Regions from separate parts of the Danio rerio genome. Here region 2 is linked to region 1. Evidence: chromatin contacts called from public Micro-C data. All regions are on one chromosome and are shown on one strand. The core of a region is the stretch at or near the end of the contact, and the rest is flanking DNA. Distances in the headings are between cores, read along the strand shown.

Region 1 (6,960 bases), core at 1,554-4,053:
GTCCTTTGGGGGATTAAAAATTGTTAACACAAACAGAGCATGAACAAAATCAGTGTGTGCTTTAGAGATAAAAACTTATATTCAAACCATGGGCTTCATGAACAAGATTAATTAATTCCCTGATGAACTAATTATAGCTGTTGCAATTGGTAAATATAATCACATTAAGTGCACATGTAGTAAAACAGTGCTGTGCTATGTTGGGTAGTATGTGCTTATAAATGCATTTAGATATTTACAACACATTATTAACCTAAGATATCACATTGAAATGATCTTCCTCATTTGCTTTCTTCTCCTAATGCTTTACATGCATAACTTCATTATATCAGAGATTAACACCATTGCTCATTTGTAAATTGTGTGGTTTTGGGTAAAGACTGCCATCTGCTGGATTCTTGTATTTATACCTTTTTTTAGTCTGTTCAATATGTTGAAGGTGTATCTCAGTAACTACATGTTTATTTTGTATATTGAATCATGTACAAATTGGGGTAATAAAATGTATTTTTTTAATATAGAATAATAATTTAAGAAAAATGTAAGTCTAATATGCTCAAAAAGGCTATCTATAGGAATATATATACAGAAAAAATTGCATATATTTTTACAAAAAAAAATCCTATTTTACTAAATTTTAAAATGCCTCTGTGTTACAAAATATATATAATATGCTGATTTGATGTTTAAGACACATTTTTTTCTTTTAAAATAAATTATGAATATATCTTGTGAAATCCATATTTATGTTGTAATTAAAATGTTAATAATCAAATAATTCAAGTAAAATAGCTTATATTTAAAAACAGAAAGCTTTTGTGACATTAAGTTAAATGGCCACTGTCACTTTTAATCAATATATTGCACCTTGTTAGAATTTATTTTAGTTGTTTCTGACCCTAATATTTATATAGCCCTACAAGCAAGTCAATAACTGCTAAAATAAATAAATGAATGAATAAATAAATAATCAAACTACATGAAGTATGGTGCAAGCTTCATTGGAAGAATAAGAATTTTATTAATGTTTTATTTGGCAATTAAAATTTGAATTTGTATATTTATGTTCTTTATTTATATTTTCCACATATGAGGAAGCCATAGTTTGCTCTATTGAAATTATGCTTCTTAAGACTTGTGTGGTCATAACTTGGGAAGACTGTTTTGAGAAGAATGTTTTACATTTGAAATGTTTTTGTTTACAAGATTCTGTCTCTTTTTTGAGACAAGGCTGCCATCTGCTGGTCAAGTATGGTTACTTTGGATTGCCGCACACAAATAAGCAGTAAATAAATTAACGAACCTGGGGGCTATTTCATAAAAGTGGTTAAGAAAAGCGGAGATTAAAGTCAAAAGCCTGACTTCAATGAGCTGAACTAAACGTCCACGCTTGGTTCCATAACAGCATAACAAAAAATTGGTTCCATAACAGCAAGTTAAAGATCATTTGATCTGACTAGTCTGAGTTCAGTTTAAATAATCTAGATAACTGCTCGTGCACGTTTCTGTCGTAAAAGTATATATATATATATATATATATATATATATATATATATATATATATATATATATATATATATATATATATATATATATATATATATTTATTTATTTATTTATTTAATTAACTTTTTTTCACATATGGCCGATTTCTCTCAGATTAAAGGAGGGTCTAACTGAGAATATGTAGTATCAATATCATCACTTTAGCTCAGAGATGGCCAAAGTTGGCCCATGGAAACCTTTGATTTTGCCTGCCATCCCGTCTGAAAAGAGATGGAGAATTATGGGGAGTTGATTGGGGCAAATACCTTTGACAGAAATAATCATTTTGAATTTAACGTAAACTCTAGTTTACATTAAGCCAACTAAAATGAAAGGTTTGAATTAAATGTAAATTAATCACACTTTTAAAACGTAAATACTGTCAGATAAAGGACAATGCACAAGATATTGGTGAGCAAATCAAGGCAAGGTAGGAACAGCTCGACTTGTGTATTCAGCATTGAACTTTATGGTGTTATGAATAGGACTGTTTATGTTTTTACTGTAATATGCTCATTAGAAAATGCTAAAAAAAATCATAAAGCATCATCACTTAATACATTTTAAAGCAACGTTTTCTAGTTAGTTTTAAATATTAGCAAATAAATGAAGAAATTACACATGTCACGTTTAATGTTATATTTGGTACAACTTCGACTCACAGCCCTCAATCAAGTTTGCTTTTTGGCCCTTGAAAACGTTTGGGCACCCCTGATTTAGATCCTTCCTGAATGGAGGAATACGTCTTGTTGCAATTCTCTCCTATTTACGGTAGAAATTTGACCAAATGCCTGAAACATTGAAACATGATCTTTACGTAATATCACAATGAGTTTTGTCATAAAAATATCGATAATTTTGCCTCATACACCTGTATGGTTGGCTATTCTTACTAATATATCTGGTAATGTGGTCCACGGTCACATAGCCTACTTTAAAATGCCATTTTAAGCTTTGTTATTCAAATATATAATCGAAAACAAAAACAAGAAGAGGATCAGCCTACACTACATTACACATATGCGTCTATTTCGTTGACGTAAAGCGAAAAATATAAACATGTTTACTTTATTTGTGGCTGTCTGGGACACGATATGAGTTATAGCAATTTCTTTCCATCTATAGCTTTTTTGACAGGTATTATTGATTGATTTTTCATGCAACCAAACTTGCACAGGCGACACCCCGCCTTCACCAAAATATCCACCAATTGGACAGCCTGCTGGATGACAAGTTACTCTGCAGCTGGACGGCTGTATGATAAACAAAACCGTTAGTGTGGTCATTCCCACATCTGTTGTTTTTATGTGAACGGTTAAAGGGGGAATCTTTCGAATGAAGTATGGCAACAGTCAAAAAGGATGCTCGACTGACGAGTTCGCAAAGTTTGATGTGCGTCGGTTTTGCCGGGATTTTTAGCAAAACTGTAACTTCGCCGTTGGAAGTCGTCAAGATTTTGAGCCAAGTAGGAACATTTCACTGTAAACGCGGCTTCCTGGACAGCTTTGTTTTAATTTGTCAGAATGAGGGACTTCGAGCATTTTGGAAGGGTAACATGGTTTCCTGTCTACGGCTGTTTCCCTACAGTGCCATACATTTAGCAACGTACAAAAAGTAAGTATTATACCTTTTATTATACTTCAATATTCACACAAATGCGTACTTTGTGATTAGCGTTTACCTCAAGTGTAGGTTTAACAGTTTTGAGTATTCTGTTTAAAGATAAGATAAACTTTTCGATCAGCTGTCATGGTAAACAAACACAACAGGAAGTTGACGCGTTAACTCGATAGCGTTTGAAAGCAGATGAATGTAAATGATTGAATTATTGATTATGAGATATAATTAACACGTTTAAATGTGCGTGGGATGTCAGATTTAAGAGAGGACGTTTAAACAAAATGTTATTTAATTTCTTTATTTAGTTTAGCTTTTGTTAATTCGTTAGCAGGGGGTTTACATAAGTTCATCCTGACGTATCACATCACGCCTTTATTCATAACCAATCACGTTGCTCAAAAAACGAGCACGTTGATGTGTCGTCACATAGTAGGCGTGGTCTGATTTCTGTGAAGTCATAAAATTAGCGCATTCATAAAATGAGTACAGTACCAGTATTATGGCAAGCTGACATAACATTAATCTATAAACTGTAATATGATCTATTTTCATGTTACTGTTATCTATATTTAGATACTTATCTTTTCCCTGTAAGACTAACACTTCTTAAATAGCTAATTGTGCTTATTCATTAGAACCTTTTTTTAATATATATAAGAGCAAATGAGCAATTCCAGCATTATAAATGTGACGTTTGCAGTAAAAACTCAAAACAATAATTCACAGAGAAAGTATATATTAACATTATATTAAAACATCTGTTTATATTTTCCAAAACAACTAATCACAGAGTTATGGGATCAGAAAAATATCAATCTGTAAACATTTTTATACTTAAAATGAGAGAAAATAATGGATGTTGTTGTGGATGTGACTAAAAAACAAATTTACAGTATACAGCATATTTTGTAGAAATTCTGTGAAGTAAACTGCACAACCCAAAAGAAACAATTCTAATCAAAAGGATGAGAGTTGGCTTACTAAAGAACAATAAGATGTGATATTGCCCCTGGTGTGACTTTGGTAAATCAAATACAAGCCTACACACACACACACACACACACACACACACACAAAAAATAATTATGAATAGTATCTTAAGGAAAAATTACTTAAGGATTTCACTATTTTGGTGAAAACGTTTCTTTTTTTTCATGACAAGGTTGACATTTGCATGGAATAGCTCATTAGATACACATTATTTTATGAAATACTATAGTTATTATTTATTAGACACTGGTACTTATTATATGCTGGTCTATACGCCTATAACCTATAAAATGGATACTAGTGAGATAAGAATAATTATAGCAATAATTACAAAATATGTTAGTGTATAATAAATAAGAACTAATGCCTAACAAAAAAACTACCATTTTAACAGGTACTGATAGCTAATGAATCTATCACAATATCTAATAGTGAATAAGTAATCATATTTTTCATATTCCTATTGGAAATATTCATAAAGATAATAGTAACTATTGGAATAATTACTATTAATTTATGGATGATTCAAAAATAGAATAACTACTAGTAAATACAAGTATGTTACAAATAATAAACCTGTATTAAATAAACGGGTGGCATGGTGGCGCAGTGGGTAGTGCTGTCACCTCACAGCAAGAAGTTCGCTGGTCTACAGATATGCGCTATAGGTGAATTGGGTAGGCTAAATTGTCTGTGGTGTATGTGTGTATGTCCTGGTCCTTCAGGTTGGGGTTTGAGCGTTAGGCTAACGACCCATCTCATAAAAATTAGATGTTACGAAACACCAACATGGTGCGGCTAAATATCAACTTTGATATAAACGGCCCTGGGCAGTAATGAGTCATTGGAATATAGATACTATTCATAATTAAATAGTTGTTAGGTCAATAATAAATTTCCATACCATTCAAAGTAATAAAAAAAGTTAATTAAGACAATATTTACAAGTTACTGTTGAAATAAGTACTAGTATCTAATAAACAAGATCGTGCATATATTAAATAACCATTATAGTACCTAAAACACTCGTAGATAAGAATAGAGTATTAATACTAAATTAATGACAAAGACGTTAGTATCTAAAATTAAGTACTGGTAGCATGAAAGTAGATGCTGGTATGTTTTTTAGGGTAAATGCTCAAACAGCTTGCCATAGCAGTATCAGCTGTGGCGTTTCCATGGATATGAACTATGCGCTTCACAGGAGCTTAGCCTCTGCCTGTCCATAAACAAAAGTACTCCATTGTTGTACTGGTCACGTGTACTTTCACATGCTGCAGGGGTTAACAGAGACACCGGAAATGCCTTTAGAAAGACCCGTACATGGTGTTCCAGTATTCCAGGAAAAGAGTGGAGGGTGTATTCTGACCTGTTTTGAACACCATGTTCCTCTGAAAAGAATACGTGTAAATATCTCCAGTGCAAGCTTATGTTGTTGTTGGTTATTAATCTAATATATTTGTTCATATGTCTAAATGTCTGTCTATGCAATAATGAGCTCTCAACATATATATTATCTACATTATATTTCTGCATATAGATATAACAGTCCTGTTAAAAATATGGATCAAAGCTGGGACATCCCATTTTAGTGTCTGCATTAAATTTACAAAATAAATTTTATAACTAGCATATTAAAACTGTATTTAAGTTTTTGACTATTATAAATCTTAGAAATATCATAATATGTTTGCAGATATTTAATAAACATCCTAAGTGAACATATTTCTATATCTGAAAAACTAAAGAGAGTTACTCTCCTTTAAAAACATACATTCTGTCTCAAAATGTCTGTCTTTGTTTTAGTCTCTATAACCCACCCTCTGCCAGTTTACCCAGTTATATTTCAGCACCCAGAGTTGCCATGGTGGAAAATGCATCATATTTAATTTCAGTCTTGAAGGCTGTCTAAATTTAATGCAGACACAGCTGAAAACACAACCTCTGGAGGAGAGCAGCAGCCTCCAAAATGAGATGCAGATTCAGTTATAAAAAGTCCACATGAGGTGGTTTCTAATGGGCTATATGCACAGGGACTTTTGATTTTCAGTAAGCCAGCTAAAGAGCCTCCGGTGAACTGTCAGAAATCAACAATCTTCACTACTTGATTAATATGATACAAAGTGGATCTCATACAGGAACATGGCAGACCGTGCTGAGATATAGATGCGCTATTATGTCTTGTAATGAGGATATTAATATAAACAAAAAAACGACTCACCTTTCAAAGACCACCAATCACTTCACATAATAACACATTCATATCTCAGAAGGGTCCGTCATGTTTTTGGGTCCCCTTGAAAAATTTCTGTTGTGTTACATGGATATTTGCAAGTGTTGTGACCAATTTGCTACGCGCTTCTTCCGTTGTTTGTGTTGTGACCCAATTTGCAACACGTGTGCTGTCAAATTGATGAAGATCATTTCTTTATTTTCTGGTGGTTTTTTATATGGTGTTAAATTGCAGCATGTTAAGCTCTCTCGCCCACCATACAGACCAGACAGGAAACACTGCATTAAATTCATGGTGCAATGCATGGTGCATTGTTCTGCACCATGACTTTAAATACAGATTATTTTACCCTTTGTTTTCATTTTAATTTTAGCACTTCCCTGCTGCTCATGTCGCTTGCATTTAAAGTCTTTCATCTTATTTTAAGCCTGAAGAGCTAAATAAATGCTTAAATCTATTTAACTGATTAATTCAATCTATTTAACTGATAGAATCTATCTATTTAACTGATACAACACTGATGTTGTAAAAGGAACCTTATGAAATTAAAAAGTAGTCGCATTAACCTTTCA
Region 2 (6,960 bases), core at 1,317-3,816, 160 kb before region 1:
TACTATCGTTAAATTATGTTTTTTTTTTTTTTTTACAATTGTTTGTCTTCTTTATACTAGTAGAAGCCAATATTCTCGACACCAGTGGTGCTCAACCCTGTTCCTGGATATCGACCTTCCTGCAAAGTTCAGCTCCAACCCTGATCAAACACACTTGAACCAATTAATTAGGACCTGAACAGCACTTGATAATTACAGGCAGGTGTATTTCATATGGGTTGCAACTGAAATCTGCAGGGAGGTCGAACTTCAGGAACAGGGTTGGTCACACCTGCTCTACACTTACCAATTTTTACAGACTGTTCAAAAGTGGAAAGGAGCGTAGCTGCAGTAATGGTGGCTGAACATCGTTATGAAATTAGTCTGCCAAAAGAATGCTCAATATTCATAGCTGAAGCCTGTGCTTTACTTTTACTTGGAATATATAGAAAATGTCCAACAAAAGAATAATTTTTCAGACTCCAAATCATGCCTCCAAGTGACGGAATCTTCAAAAAATGATCATCCTTTCATTGATAATGTTTAACTAAAGTTCACCATCTACAAAACCAGTTTTGTCATACCATTTTTTATTGGGTTCCAGGACATCTTGTACTTTCAGGAAATGAGTGAGCTGATGTGGCTGCTAAGGATGCTTTGAAACAAGTGGTGAACAAATGCCAGAGATGAGACATTTTATCAATGTTTACATTTTAAATAAGTGGCAAGAGGAGTGGGATGCATTGGAAAATAACAAATTGTATGAAATACAACCTAAAATCTCACGCAAAGTTTTAAGACATTTTAAAACTAGACTTGGTTAAACACTAAACATCTTATTTAATTTATGTACAAATTTTTGTTCATATTTGATTGGATACTTGTAACTGAAATGTTCTTGCCATGACAATAGCTTTAATTGGTGACATGGCATTAAATTAAAATATATACTGGATTTAGTGATTCAGGGGCCCTAAGCAATTCTGGGTATGGGGCCCTAGCACTGAAACTCAAAACATTCTCTTATACATTTTTTTTCTCTGTAGATTATTATTATTGTAAATAAACAGCATGTTAAAGTATTTAAATAAATAAATATATATAAAAAGTATATAAAAAAGTATATTTTCTATATTTTTATATTTACTGGAAGCTTTTTCTTTTTTATTTAAAATTAAATGTAATACATTCACAAATAAAAAAAAAAAACAAGTAATTTGCAACTATTTAAACTAAATGAGCCATTTTGGTGAAAAGATTTTGATATAAGTAAATAAAAAAGTTTTAACAAATTTAATTCACGATCATTTAAGTTAACTGAATAATTGCTGTTTGTGAATCGGCAGCCGTTCATTTTCACTGAGCAATGTTATTTTATTTGAACAGACTCTATACACAGATTTTACAACATATGATTTAAAAAATGTATAAACGAGATATATGATTAATATAGGCTTCTTGGCATTGGTCAGGGACCCATAATTCCCTGGGGCCCTAGGCGGCTGCTAACTTTGATTATTGATTAAGTCCGCTCCTGCTAGTATGTTCATTTGTGCGTCCATAAAAGGCTAATTTAAACATGTTTAAAATTGTATTAACTACATTGACCAATTATTTTAATTTATTAAACATTTCTACATTTCCCAGACTACAGATTGAAACCCCCAACAGTATTAAATAGATACTTAATACAGGCAAGTAAAATCATTATTAATTATAATTATTAGGCCTAATTAATACATGTATTATTATTTAAAAAAAAATCTAATTTATATTAAAGTTAATAAAACAAAAGACTAATACAAGGACAGACCTTTGGCCTTCTGCTCTTCTGTAATTGAGGTGCCAACACGTTTGGTGACAGCCCAGTTCCACAACTGGATGGCGATTTCCTCCAGCTACAAAAACAACTAAATTATTAAATATTGAACCACAATTACCTGATTTCTGTGTAAGATGTTAACTTAAAATACGAAATAATATATATTTATGTCGAGAACAAAATAAAGACGTCATGTCTTCAAAACACAACGCTACAAGATCCCTGGGGGCTTCCGTAGATTTCAAAAGAAGTGTATTTTCCACACCTGTGAATCCTGTAGTTTTGCAGCTTCATCTAGAGTTAAAATCTCCTTGAAGAGGGAATCAATCACTTCATCCAAGTCTGAATGGCTCTGTCTGTGGAGGAGTTTCTCTGACAGGTCTGTGAAAGGAACGTCAAACCACGAAATATCTTCACATAACCTGTTAAATTACTTACAAAAGGTAAGTTGAAACTGTTATTTGTCATTATATTAATATCACTTAAAATATGTAAGATAAATAATTGTTTTGTAAAAAAACACAATAGCTCATCTCATAGTAAATACACAATAGCGTATCTTTTATACATTGAATTGACTGGTACCACATATCTTTCTTTTACCGCAAACGTACCTTTTACTTCGACAGCAAACTGCTCCATATTATATTTTGTGTATCTAAAAAATCTGAAGTAATTTTAAAAGGTTGTATTTTGTATGAAGTTTCTGTGTGACTGGAAAAAAACCAACGCTGCCCCTCGCGACCGCTCCCCGCCAAAACACGCACGAGGACGCGCTTCAGCCGGAGTGTAATACCGCTGAGTGACCGCAAGGTGGTGTCTCACACACGGTTTTTAACTTGCTGTTACTCATCATGTCTCCCTAAAATATTTCATTCAGGTTCACACAATTTATTTGGCGTGGTGAAGCCAAGATTAATAATCCAGCCTCATTAATATTAACAACTACAATCATTTTGCTATTTGGACATCACTCATATGCTATAAAATTGCATGTGTCTGTATATAATAACTGCTATTTGATTGTAACTTAAGTAACTGAGGTTTACTTAATTAAAGTAATGCAATTATGTGATTGTAATGCAAAAATGTGCATCTTTTGTAAAGCTGCATTGAAACAATAATTACTGTAAAAAGCTCTGTACAAATAAACTTAAATTTAATATTTAGTTACATTATAGCGCACAATTTCCACTATATTAAATGCACTTTTATTATAAATAGTAATAGAATATAAAAATGAAATATAAAAGCCTCAGAAACAAGCGCTCTAAATAATATTTTAAGATAAATGGAGAACTAGGCCTGCTCTTTTGATATTCAGAATTTCCGTGTTGAAAGGTCTGGCCCATTACATAGTATAATAGCATTGTTTAAACATAATATTCATCACCTTCTGCTAGTTAAAACCTCATTCACCCCAAAGAAAGTATGTGCTGATAACGCTGAGCTTTTTGTTTTAACAGGGGAGGTCATTGTTGAGCTGAAGGAAAGAGCTCAAGCTGCGTACACAGAATGGTTTGTGAAGTCTCTTATTGTGTTCACGGCACTAGATTCAAAAATAAGATGTCTTAAAAGCCCACTCCTCTGCATGCTCGGCTTCCAGCAATTGTTTCTGCCTGAGTCTTATCTAGCCACCGTACTGGTCTGAGGGAAATGTGATCAGTTCAGAGGGCTTGATTGCACAGGAGAACGAAAAAAACAAACATGATCCTTGTGACATGCGGTCAGAGAGATGGACACAAGATTTCCTAAAGTCTGCAACATAAATAATATTAAAATAATAATAAACAGGCGTATTTATACATCTGTGCCAGGTTTAAAAATATTTCATCTCACAGTTAGACTTGGGTATGAAAGGTCAATGCTAGGCCGAATATTGTGTATTCGAGAAATATCTCTGTAAAACATCTGCTGCCAAACCTGAAGACATAACCTGAAATGTATTGTCTATAAATGCTTTGGGAAAAAAAGAAAAAGGTAAAAAATGACTAGCTTTTATTTTACAAGAATTTATCTCTTAATCTTTCTAATTCAAAAACTAAATGTTGCAATTTACTGCATAATACACTTTACATGGTGGCTTTTATCAGCATTTAAATCTGCATTTAAATCTGTTAACATTAAATACCAATGAACATCTGTAATCTAAAATTATATACTTCAATGAAAAAAAATCAGGGATCAATTACTTTGGATTGCATTCCTAGTTAACAAATTCAATGCATTTTTTTCAACACATCCCATTATTTCTAAAATATCAGCCACTACCAAATGGTTGATATGGTAAAAGTAACAGAATTAATACATATACTATGAAAAATCAGAAAATATAAAGTGTAAGACCTATTTATTTAAAAACCTAATAAAAATAAATCCTTTAAATTATTAATTCATTCATTTTCTTGTTGGCTTAGTCCCTTTATTAATCTAGGTTCGCCACAGCGGAATGAACCGCCAACTTATCCAGCACATTTTTACGCAGCGGATGCCCTTCCAGATGCAACCCATCTCTGGGAAACATCCACAAACACTCATTCACACACACTCAGACACTATGGACAATTTAGCCAACCCAATTCACCTGTACCGCATGTCTTTGGATTGTGGGGGAAACCGTAGCACCCGGAGTAAACCCACGCGAATGCAGGGAGAACATGCAAACTCCACACAAAAACGCCAACTGAGCCGAGAATCGAACCAGCGACCCAGCAACCTTCTTGTTGTGAGGCAACAGCACTATCTACTGCACCACTGCTTCGCCCACATTTAAATTAGTTATTTATTTATTTTAAACATTTATTTAAAGATTTGCAATGACAGAACAGTGGTATAAGTGTCTCATTTCATCATATACAATAATATAACTATTTATTATACTTTCGTCCATCGGGTAGTAATTCAAGTCTTTTGTGAAGGGTAAAATGAACAAAATAATAATAAAAATAGTCTTTCAAGATACATTCTCCAAACTTCTCATAGAGGGTTTCAGATATACCAGAAATCATATCTAATCATAAGACTTAAGTCCTAAGTCAGTTTTTCTAAGGGTAAGAAAATGGCAATCTGATTTATCCACATATTGATGGAAGGAATGTTAGGAGAGGACAATAAATTATTTTACAATAAAAATATTTTAGTCACCAAACATATTTAGACATTGAAAGGTAATGCAATTAAATTCAAAACAATTTCAACTAAAATTGAAAAAAAAATGCTTCTTTTGATTTTTCCTCTTTTAAATATGTATTTAATATTTTTCTATAACATATAAATTGTGGTGTACTAGTTTTTGGGCCGTTATTGTCGGTTACTTTGTTAGATAAACTCCAGATTTGGCTTCACTACTTACTAATCTAATGTGTATGCACAAATATAATATTGTATAGCTTCACTTAAAAAATATTAATTCAAAAGATTGATTTGTGAGGGGTGCACTCATATATGCTGAGCACTGTGTAGATAAAAGGATATGAATGGACAATGCATTGCTGTACGTTGCGGGGAGCATATCCACGTTTGTAGCATCAAAAAGACAAACAGTCTGTGGTGCATCCACACACCATGGGGTGCTGGAAGGTGAAAGAAGCCCCATGATTATTTACTCTGATATAAAATTAGCTGCACATCCTGTTTCTGAAGTAAAAAAAAAACTGTAAATATTTTTCCAGTGTATTTTGAATGCTATGTAATCAGACAATGCAACGTTGCACCTTGATTTAAAAAAATTGTGATGCAAAAATTTACTAAGAAATATTTCATATTAATTTTCTGTTAATTAAACACTAACACAATAAGCCTGATTTCTTGCTAGAAGTGTGATTCTAAAGTGATCGTAGTTATATTGTCCAGATATTAAGTCTATAATAAACAAGACAAAAGAAGACACTTTTAAATAGTACCAAATGCTATTAATGTTACAGTTTACTCAATAAATATATTAAAAATAAGTTTTTGTGATACAATAAAAATTATTTTTGTGATCAAGAAGAGATTATTGGACTGTGCAATATTTTTGCGTACAGTATCTTAAATTTAAAAAAAAATATATAATAAAAAATATTGTTTTTTTTTACAGTTTGTTTTGATATGGAATACTTTTAGTCTACTTTATATTTTGATGTAGTGCATAATTCATCTTTTTTTTTCTTAGAGTATAATAAGGATAAGTTGCGGGTTCATTCCACTTTTGCGACCCCAGATTAATAAAGGGACTAAGCCAAAAAGCAAATATTGATTCATTCATTCATTTTCTAACACTAAATCTGATTTTTGCTAGAAAGGCTATGCTAAAGTGATTCTAGTTTAAGTGATGTTGTGCAGATATTAAGTCTATAATAAACAAGATAAAATAATATCTTAAATATTTTAATAAATATTCATTCATTAATTTCCCTTTAGCTTACTACCTTATTTATAAGGGTTCGCTACAGCGGAATGAACCCTCTTCAATAAATACATTACAAATATTTTTATTTGTTGTAGAAGAGATAATAGTACTGTGCGTGTGTGTGTGTGTGTGTGTGTGTGTGTGAGAGAGTGTGTGTGTGTGTGTGTGTGTGTGTGTGTGTGTGTGTGTGTGTGTGTGTGTGTGTGTGTGTGTGTGTGTGTGTGTGAGAAAGAGAGAAAGAGAGATAATATGTGCAGTAATTTAAAAACACTTGGAATGAGTTATGTAACTTAAAAAAATCAACCCATGATGTATGTGATGTATGATATGCATTAACTCTTTTTAAATCAAATTTCCAGTAAATTCTTATTAAATCGATCATATTCTTATTATAGTAGGCCATACTTTTTAATAGCAGTTCAAGTAAAACTTTACAATAAAGTTGTATTAGTAATGCATTCACTAACACGAACAGACCATGAACAATACATTTAATTGTTTGTTTATGCTAGTTAGTGAAAATACAGTTGTTCATTCTTAGTTAATTAACTCTGAATTAAGTAATGTTAAAAAAGAGGAATTTGTGTCTTATGCATTAGTAAATGTTGAACTGATTAGTAAATGCTGTATTGGTTTTGTTTATGTTAGTAAATACAGTCAACAATAAAACCTTATTATAAAGTGTGACCAGAGTTCTGTATTTTCAGTCTACTATAGTGCATATTTCATGTTTTTTTCTTTGATGGGTATAAAAATGTTATGATGTATT

The links. A called contact is a pair of places that touch in the nucleus more often than the background predicts.
Region 2: a contact with region 1 is called in a Micro-C map of caudal fin, with 6 times the contacts expected there. The contact joins the promoter of tex11 here to the promoter of slc25a43 in region 1. A contact is called at or near these places in 7 of 18 Hi-C or Micro-C datasets (caudal fin, embryo, gastrula embryo and 2 more) and 1 of 4 datasets of contacts at active chromatin or transcription factors (gastrula embryo).

What each region holds. Positions count from the first base shown.
Region 1 is chr14:37,436,339-37,443,298 of GRCz12tu, reverse strand. slc25a43 (solute carrier family 25 member 43) reads left to right here and starts at 2,803. Exons shown (of 5, transcript NM_001004497.2): 1 at 2,803-3,159. The coding sequence starts at 2,888. All of the region lies in intron 2 of si:rp71-46j2.8 (a long non-coding RNA gene), which reads right to left.
Region 2 is chr14:37,592,485-37,599,444 of GRCz12tu, reverse strand. tex11 (testis expressed 11) reads right to left here and starts at 2,566. Exons shown (of 31, transcript XR_012389866.1): 1 at 2,416-2,566; 2 at 2,067-2,182; 3 at 1,793-1,877. It overlaps LOC141377555 (a long non-coding RNA gene), which reads left to right and starts at 2,012. Exons shown (of 2, transcript XR_012389889.1): 1 at 2,012-2,244; 2 at 3,268-3,606.